2 separate regions of the Xenopus laevis genome follow, and region 2 is linked to region 1. A link is a contact called in public Hi-C data. All regions are on one chromosome and are shown on one strand. Each heading gives the region's core, a stretch centred on a gene start, on an enhancer-like site or on the middle of the called end of the contact. The rest is flanking DNA. Distances are from core to core; before and after follow the strand shown.

What was found. Hi-C and Micro-C count contacts between places; a contact is called where the count stands out from the background.
Region 2: a Hi-C map of the XL177 cell line shows a contact between it and region 1, with 2.0 times the contacts expected there. The contact joins the enhancer-like site here to the promoter of dusp1.S in region 1. A contact is called at or near these places in 2 of 4 Hi-C or Micro-C datasets (the XL177 cell line and the XTC cell line).

What each region holds. Positions count from the first base shown.
Region 1 is chr3S:105,077,805-105,081,956 of Xenopus_laevis_v10.1, reverse strand. dusp1.S (dual specificity protein phosphatase 1-B) reads right to left here and starts at 1,937. Exons shown (of 5, transcript XR_005966693.1): 1 at 1,325-1,937; 2 at 824-972; 3 at 189-408.
Region 2 is chr3S:105,126,357-105,130,508 of Xenopus_laevis_v10.1, reverse strand. No RefSeq gene overlaps it. Among protein-coding and RNA genes, the nearest start is that of dusp1.S, 48 kb to the right of the region's middle. Within about 2 kb of position 2,023, at least 1 of the 7 cell types and tissues checked has an H3K27ac peak or open chromatin away from gene starts, as enhancers often do.

The DNA of each region.
Region 1 (4,152 bases), core at 688-3,187:
GTGCAGTCTAACGCTCTCCAATGTTACAGCTGAATGCTGACTACTGCGGACTACCGAATGATTAGAAAGTAAGAGACTGAATGAGAATACATAAGGCCTCCCAATAATATTGCTACAGTTTTAAGGCATGGTCTTCTATTTATTGAGTACTTTCGTGTATGACAGGACAAAAGCAAGTTTTGTCTTACCTATGAAATCGATAGCTTCATTGAACCACGAACTGATGTCTGCTTTGTGACTGTCTTCAACAGGAATGCTCTTGTACTGGAAGTGTCCCTCAAAGTGATTAGGACAGTTTGCTGATACATTGATGAGGGCTGTAATTCCAAGGGCCTCCAGCATGTCTTTCCTTGATGCATGGTATGCACTGCCCAAATACAGGAAGGGCAGAATTTCCACTGGTCCCCCCTATAAAACATAGACAAAGACAATAGGTTGAGTATAAGAACCACAGAACGAATAATAGATGTTTCATTTTTATAGATGGGAATTGTTGAGAACACTGTGCCAATTTTATCCACTGCCCAGGCATTACTGTGACACTCATATTGGAGTTTTACACTAAAAAAATATCAGTGTGTTATAGGATTTTTCAGTAAAATGTCTAGTTTATGAATTACACATTTGCAATGTGGCTGTAGGCTAGAGAGCAGCTATACACAGCCAGTATCCATCTTTTTGGTATAAACACAGGCATGACTCTTTATCAGCAATGCTTACTGGTAAATATTGGTTTAATGAATAGCCTGGCCAGAGATTGTGACTTGTGAGAGTTGTTGGTATTTAGAGAATAGCAAAACTAGCACGTGGTAGGAATACAAACCTGGTCATAGAGTGGCGTTCCACAAGGAGTGCAATTGGAGTCTGCACTGCCTGGCACATTGTTGGGACTTAGAGGCAAACTCAGAGCCACTGGAGGAGAGTTTTTGTTGCAGAATTCTGGGCACTGTGAAGAAAATGTCTCGTAGCCACCTGAAACACACAATAACATAACAAAAATGGTTAAATGGGTACACAGAAGCTGAATTTGATTACCCAAGGCTTTCCTTACTTGTGATAATAAGGGCAACCTCAGTAAACCTGAACTACATCTAAATATAAGAGGCAAAACGCCAATTTCAGGGTGAGAGGCGCCGGTCATTATGTACTAAAAGTAATATTTGTAAGCATTTGTGTGCACCAGATTGCTGTTAATGCAGAGGGGAAAAGGGATAAAATGCAAGGACTCAGTCCTTCAACAATAGACATTTTTTTTCTTCCCTGGACCCTCTACAATAGTGAAAGGATGTTTGGGGAACAGGTTGAGGAGTGGAGCTTAAAGTACCTTTTAGGAAGTAGATCCTGCTGCCCCTGGGGTCCCTAGACAGGGCATTGACTGCCAGCATCATGGTGCTGTCTTTCCTTAGCATGTCCAGCTCTGATGTCCTCTCATCCAGCAGCACCACCGCCTCGTACATCCCAGCCACCAGCCGACCCCTCTGCTCCTCATTGGGGATGATGTGCTCCAAGCCCATGCTGCCTTTAGCTCTCCTCTTTACAATGGTGCTCAGGCGAACATTGCTGGATCCAATGATACTGGAGGAGCTGAAGGCGAAAAACGACCTGCAGTCCAATATAAGGCATTTGTGGGCTCTCTCTGCCAACAGTCCTTTGAACACGCAGCAATCCATAGCGCAGATTTCCATATTGACCATTGCTGAAGTGCCGCACAATCCAATAGGCTGCTCCACTCTCCCGCTTCTCCTACGCTCCAATAAAAGCTTACACTCGCTGTTAGAAATAATAAAAGAAATACTGCGCGGATCTAATGTTTCTACTAGAAAATAGCCAGTCTTGAGTTTCTAGTTTCGTCTTATTTCTTACGGTTCGATTACTTAGAGCTGATGTTTCTTTGCTGGCTTTAATTCTTGCTAGTGCTCCGGTTTCCAGCCTCCTATTTATACAGGCAGGGCGTTGTTTTATGAATGGTTTTGCATCACGTGGCTCCGTGACTTCAACGAGGCATTTTAGCCACGCCCCTCGCTGGCAAACCCCACAAGTGATTAACGTCATCACCAGAGCTCAAGCAGCAACGCTTTATACACAAACGCTTCGGCGTTGTCCTGTGTTGACAGAGCAGGAAATAAACTGCTGTAACCTTAATCACCAGGAGCTCAGTGGATCCCCCTCTCATTTACATAAGAGGCACGCAATGTTCTGGAGATTTCTTGTAGTAACTCACAAACTGATTTATTCCAATATCATTTTTTTTTGTGCTTATTGATGTGTAATGGTGTTTGATCAGTGTGATGTCATATGTGAACACTCTGCTTGGAATGAAGAATGACATAATCAGTTTCTATTTCCCTTTTGGTGATTAAGCTTTGTCATTGTCTTAAGGCCCCCATATACGGGGGGCGATAAAAGCTGCCGACAGACCGAGTCGGCAGCTTATTGGCCTGTGTGTGGGGCCATTCCCCCGAAATATGACCAGATCTCGATTGGGATGGTTAAAAAATCCCGTTGGATCGCGGCCGCAGTCCCTCTATCTGAACGCCCGTATCGGATGTATTATCATCCGATCATTGGACCCTAGGGCCCACGGTCGGATAAGCCTGATGTTGTCCACTTCAATGTGGGCATATCGGGGAGAAATGCCAATATGAGACACCCCCACCCCAAAACTCATTATTTATGACTAGGTCGTGCTCAGGACCAGCTGCGCAGAGAGTAAAACTATGTGCAGATCATAGTTATCTGTGCGTGTGATTTGTCTGATTAACATTCTTAGAATACTTTGGAAAGCCCTTTGTTTGGCCTCTGGTTTGCTAATGATTTGCTGTAAAATATGTGGGTTAATCCACTGGGCTTTTGGAGAGGTGGAAAAAAGCATTTGATCTTTTGGCCATTTCCAGCAGCAGATCCATAATTATTATCTTCTGAAGAATGTGAGAGGTTGCTGTAAGAAAGGGCAGAATAGCATACTCTGCTCACATGCGTTTACAGTTTAGATGAGACAGGTCCAGCCAGTAACCTTCTAGCTTAGACCAATCCTGGGGCAGATTTACTCAAGGGCGAAAATTTGGCAGCAACCGCTTCGCAGTCAGCGTTACACTTACACACAAATTCGCTAGAGGCAGGGTTGCCACCTGTCCGGTAAGAATGATGGCTGATCCCAATGTTATTAATAGGGAAAAAAGATAAATATATAGGAAGGCCGGTATTTTTTTCCAGAAAAGGTGGCGACCCTAGCTAGAGGTCTTGCTCTCAGGTTAATTTGCATAAGGCGGGAAATTTAAAGTTGAATGGACGTATATGTTGCAGCAGATACATTACATTACACAAGTCCATGGAACCTTAATAAAGACAATAGAGTTGTTATAATTCACTACACATGAGTCCACTGTATAGTTTATGTTCCAAATGTTAGAAAATGTAGGGGGGAGCCCGGTTACCCCAAAAAAATGTAAGAACTTTTGCAGGCTATCACTCTGAAAAAAGGAAACTACGCTAGCGTTTTTTGGACTTTTCCACTAACAAAATATGATAACAGAGGTTACAGAGGATTGAGGAAGATCTATGGACTCCAGTGCACTTTGCCTGGTCTAAGCTGGCGAAGGAAAGTCTGGTGAAGGAGGTAACGTTCAGTAAAATCCGCATTTCATTGAATTTGCGGAGTAACGTCCATTCGAGAGAGTGAAATTTTGCCTGGTGATAGAGTGTGAATGACCGCTAGCGTATATCTCTTTCACTAGCGATGTGACGCCTGCACCCTGCCGTTTTTCCTGCGGGGGGTAACGTTAGCGAATTTACGCTAGTGTAAGCCACTTCGCCTTCGAGTAAATCTGCCCCTTTGTGAGCCAAAGCCCGTGCAAACCTAAATTTCATTTAATCAACCACATACCAAATTGATCTTTTTAAGAAATATATCGTAATGGGAGCTGGTTGGATTTAAAAAAAAATGCTGAGACCAGTGTTTATTGCATCAGAATTGAACATCAGCTTCTATGCCATTTGTATCCTAATTTTCTTTATTGATCCCTTAACTTAGCGTCTCAACAGCGGCCCAGAACACAGCGAGCGTGTGTGGTGTCATTGACATTTAAAAGATGGAGAACTGCTGTTATTAGGCTGCTGCACCTCAAGGCCCGTACAGTAATGCCAGTATATAAA
Region 2 (4,152 bases), core at 774-3,273, 48 kb before region 1:
ACTTGCCTCCCTTGCCCTGCAGTTCCCTCACTTGTGCAGCCTGTTCAATCACTCTGCCTCTCCTCAGCCAGCATGATCTTACTAACCTCCTGGATAGGGATGGGTGAATTTTTTGCCTTGTTTCACCGCGGAAATGACGCCCAAAGACTTGTATGGCGTTGTGCAACAAAAAAAAACGACTCGCGTCAACAAAAATTTCCTCGTGCATCAACAAATTTTGAACACCCATAGACTTTAATGGGTGTCTGCGACATTTCGCCAGCAGCGAATTTTTGGCGAACTGAAACCGGTCAAATTCGCCCAAGCCTACTCCTGGCTGCTCTGAATTTGTTCTAACTTCCAAGTGCTGTGTGGCGGAAAAGCATCAGGAGCTGGTCGCCCTATCTTCTTTTTCCAAAGTGAATTGATAGAAGGTTTTTTGCCAATTTTTTTTTAAAAAAAACACAAGGTATGTGTTATAAAATTTAATATAAATGTATTAGGGCATTACCATTATTTGTAGGTTATAGAACTGATTTTTTAAATGAAATGTTTTAATGTTACTGTTCCTTTAACTATGCAATTAGGCACACAGTGGTTGGTGGTGTTCCATGGGCAGATAAAGTGGAAGCACAATCCAGAAAAGAAAGATCAACTATATTATTAGCAAGCATTTATAAAGAGGCAGCACTGTACAATACAAGGATGTGTACATCGATTTAAACCACGTGACAACTACCGGAGGTAAAAAAAGACTCTGCTCATTTTAATGTACAGGAGTCTGCATGGTGCTCTCTACATCCTGCTGGTGTTAACATGATATGTCAGTGTTTAAAATAGTTACTAGGCCTCAGACTTATTCTCTTGGGGACAGCTTTTTGCAGACTAAAGTTACATAGTTACATAGTTAAATTGGGTTGAAAAAAGACAAAGTCCATCCAGTTCAACCCCAACAAATGAAAACCCAGCATCCATACACACACCCCCTCCCTACTTTCACATAAATTCTATATACTCATATCTATAATAACTATAGAGCTTAGTATCACAATAGCCTTTGATATTATGTCTGTCCAAAAAATCATCCAAGCCATTCTTAAAGGGGAAGGAAACCTCCTCGTCGGCGCTAACCCCCCACCCCCCTCCCGTGTATTGCCCCCCCTCCCTCCTCCCCCCTGGCCTACCCCTCCCGCTGGGCAAATGCCTCTAACTTGTTACTTACCCTTCTGCGCAGGTCCAGTCCAGGGAGTTCACAGGCGACATCTTCTTCCACGCGATCTTCTTCCTCCTTTGACCGGCGCATGCGCAGTAGGATCATTTCGCCGGTACGATCTACTGCGCATGCGCGTGACTTTTGGCGCATGCGCAGTAGATCCGTACCGGCGAAATGCTCCTACTGCGCATGCGCCAAAACGCCGGTCAAAGGAGGAAGAAGATCGCGTGGAAGAAGATGTCGCCTGTGAACTCCCTGGACTGGACCTGCGCAGAAGGGTAAGTAACAAGTTAGGGGCATTTGCCCAGCGGGAGGGGTAGGCCAGGGGGGAGGAGGGAGGGGGGGCAATACACGGGAGGGGGAGGGGGGTTAGCGCCGACGAGGTTTCCTTCCCCTTTAAAGGCATTAACTGAATCAGCATCACAACATCACCCGGCAGTGCATTCCGCAACCTCACTGTCCTGACTGTGAAGAACCCCCTACGTTGCTTCAAATGAAAGTTCTTTTTCTCGAGTCTAAAGGGGTGATACTCTTAACGGGAAAAAAGATCTGCTTTCATGCTATCTGTCTATAATGCCCTCTATATTCTAATGTACCTATAAAGAATAATCATATCTCATTGCAATATACCAATAGGGGTGTTACATGGCTTAGAAACAAGTTTATTTACTGACATCCTCTTCAAAGTATATACCCTATTATTCGAATCTGGTGTCCAGTCAGCTATATTCTCTCTTTTATACGTAGACAAGCTGTAATGATTGAAGCCAAAGCCACATACATTGGGAAAGCGCTGACAGCTGAGAGCGTGGGTGGATTGTTTGCAGTTGTTTTCTGTTGCTATGCAGAGATTCGCTGGCTTGAAGAGATGCCCCTTAACTCTGACGCCAGCTCTACAACTGTGTGCTGCATGGCAAGCTGGAAGAACAAGATAGGCAGACAGGCACGCCAAGGGCTTTCTCTATTTTACAATGCTACAAGCCAAAACAATAGAAAACATTAGCTAACAGATGATAACAAGAACAATCCTTCATTATGAACTCAAATAAAGGTAGGGTTGATCTAAAATACAGGTTACTCATTCAAAAGAGCACATCATAATATTTACATAGTTTTATTAAACCTTTCCATCCTGCACTCACCTAAACAGCAAGTTAGGAGAATTCATAGCATTGCACTGGTCAGAGATATGTTATAAGTGGAAGAGATAAATGGAAGAGGATATAGCAGGCTCTGTATTTTATACCAGGCATATACCACAGCTGTGTGCATTGACATACACTAACATTGACTGTAGAGCCTGTAGATCCTTGTACTAAAATGTCCAAAATATTTTTTATTATAAATTGACAATATGGGGCACATTTACTAAGTTCGAGTGAAGGATTAGAATAAAAAAAACTTTGAATTTCAAAGTTATTTTTTGGCTACTTCGACCATCGAATTGGCTACTTCAACCTACGACTTCGTCTTCGAATCGAACGATTTAAACTAAAAATCGTTCGACTATTCGACCATTCGATAGTCGAAGTACTGTCTTTTAAAAAAAAACTTTGACCACCTATTTCGCCACCTAAAACCTACCAAGCATCAATGTTAGCCTATGGGGATTCTAACACATTTCTGATCGAAGGAAAATCGTTCGATCGATGGATTAAAATCCTTTGAATCGTTCGAATCATACGAACAAATAGTGGTAAATCAGTCGACTTCGATATTCAAAGTCGAAGGATTTTACTTTGACGGTCGAATATCGAGGGTTAATTAACCCTTGATATTCGACCATTAAGAAATGTGCCCCTGGCTTAATGTATAAACAGATTACTTGCAATTGGGCATTCAAAGTATAGCCCTAACATAACTGAATACCAAGGCAAGCAATCATTGTGTAAAATGAATTAAGATTTTGTATTATTTTGTGATTTTTTTATTATATTCTTTTCTTTGTGATAAATTAATTTTTTCGTTAATTGGGTGTGCTATCTATTTTTTGATTATCTTTTATCTTTGAAAGGCACTGGAAGAAAGTACTAGTCTGTGAGTAGGCACTCCTGCTGGATGAATTGGTGAAAAAGCTAGACAAAACTTTAATTAATCTTTATATACCAATGTTCATGGCCTGTTTGTTTAAAGGGCAACTAAACCAAAAAGTCTGGTGACACACTTCTATTTAAGTAGCGCAAGTGGTGGTTACGTTTAAATATAAATATTACACTATGTATTATTTTCCATTATTTAACTTTTTTTGTTGTACTCCTTGCCTTGCCTTAGGGCCGGATCATTATTGGATAAATTGCTTTTGATACAACAGAGACTGTATAGAGGTCAGCGTAGGAAGAGGACTGAAAGTTTTAAGCTTTCCCTACGAATGACTAATTGTTTGTAAAGTCCAGACAGACCAAATGAGGACAAACCATTTACTTTGCAGGAAGTGCACATTAGTGCTATTGTATTCATGGTAGATCATTTACTCAGTTTTGGGCAGCTAAGTATCTCTTGCAACAAATGAGTTTGTTTTACTTTCAGTTCTAATCTTATCTCCCGAAATACAATGTTCTGTGCAATATATATATATATATATATATATATATATATATATATATATATATATATATATATATATATATATATATATATACATTTAAACATCATTTGTTGATGGTCTACTGGTACAGGGTTTCACATTAATATTTTTTCTAAATTGCCTAGACTTTGTGTTCATTCCCCAGGATCCCATTTGTAATAGTTGAATCTTCATATGCCCATTGATTTATTGCGGTGGTACTTGAGGTTTTAGCTGAGTGGGTTTTGCCACTAAATTTGCTTTTCATTATAGAGGGAGAATTCACAGCGATTTTGTAACTGAATATTTGTGAGTATAATTTAGGTTGTTATTCATTGTGGCTTGTGTAGTACACATACAGCACATTTATCATATATACGATTATATACCATAGGGG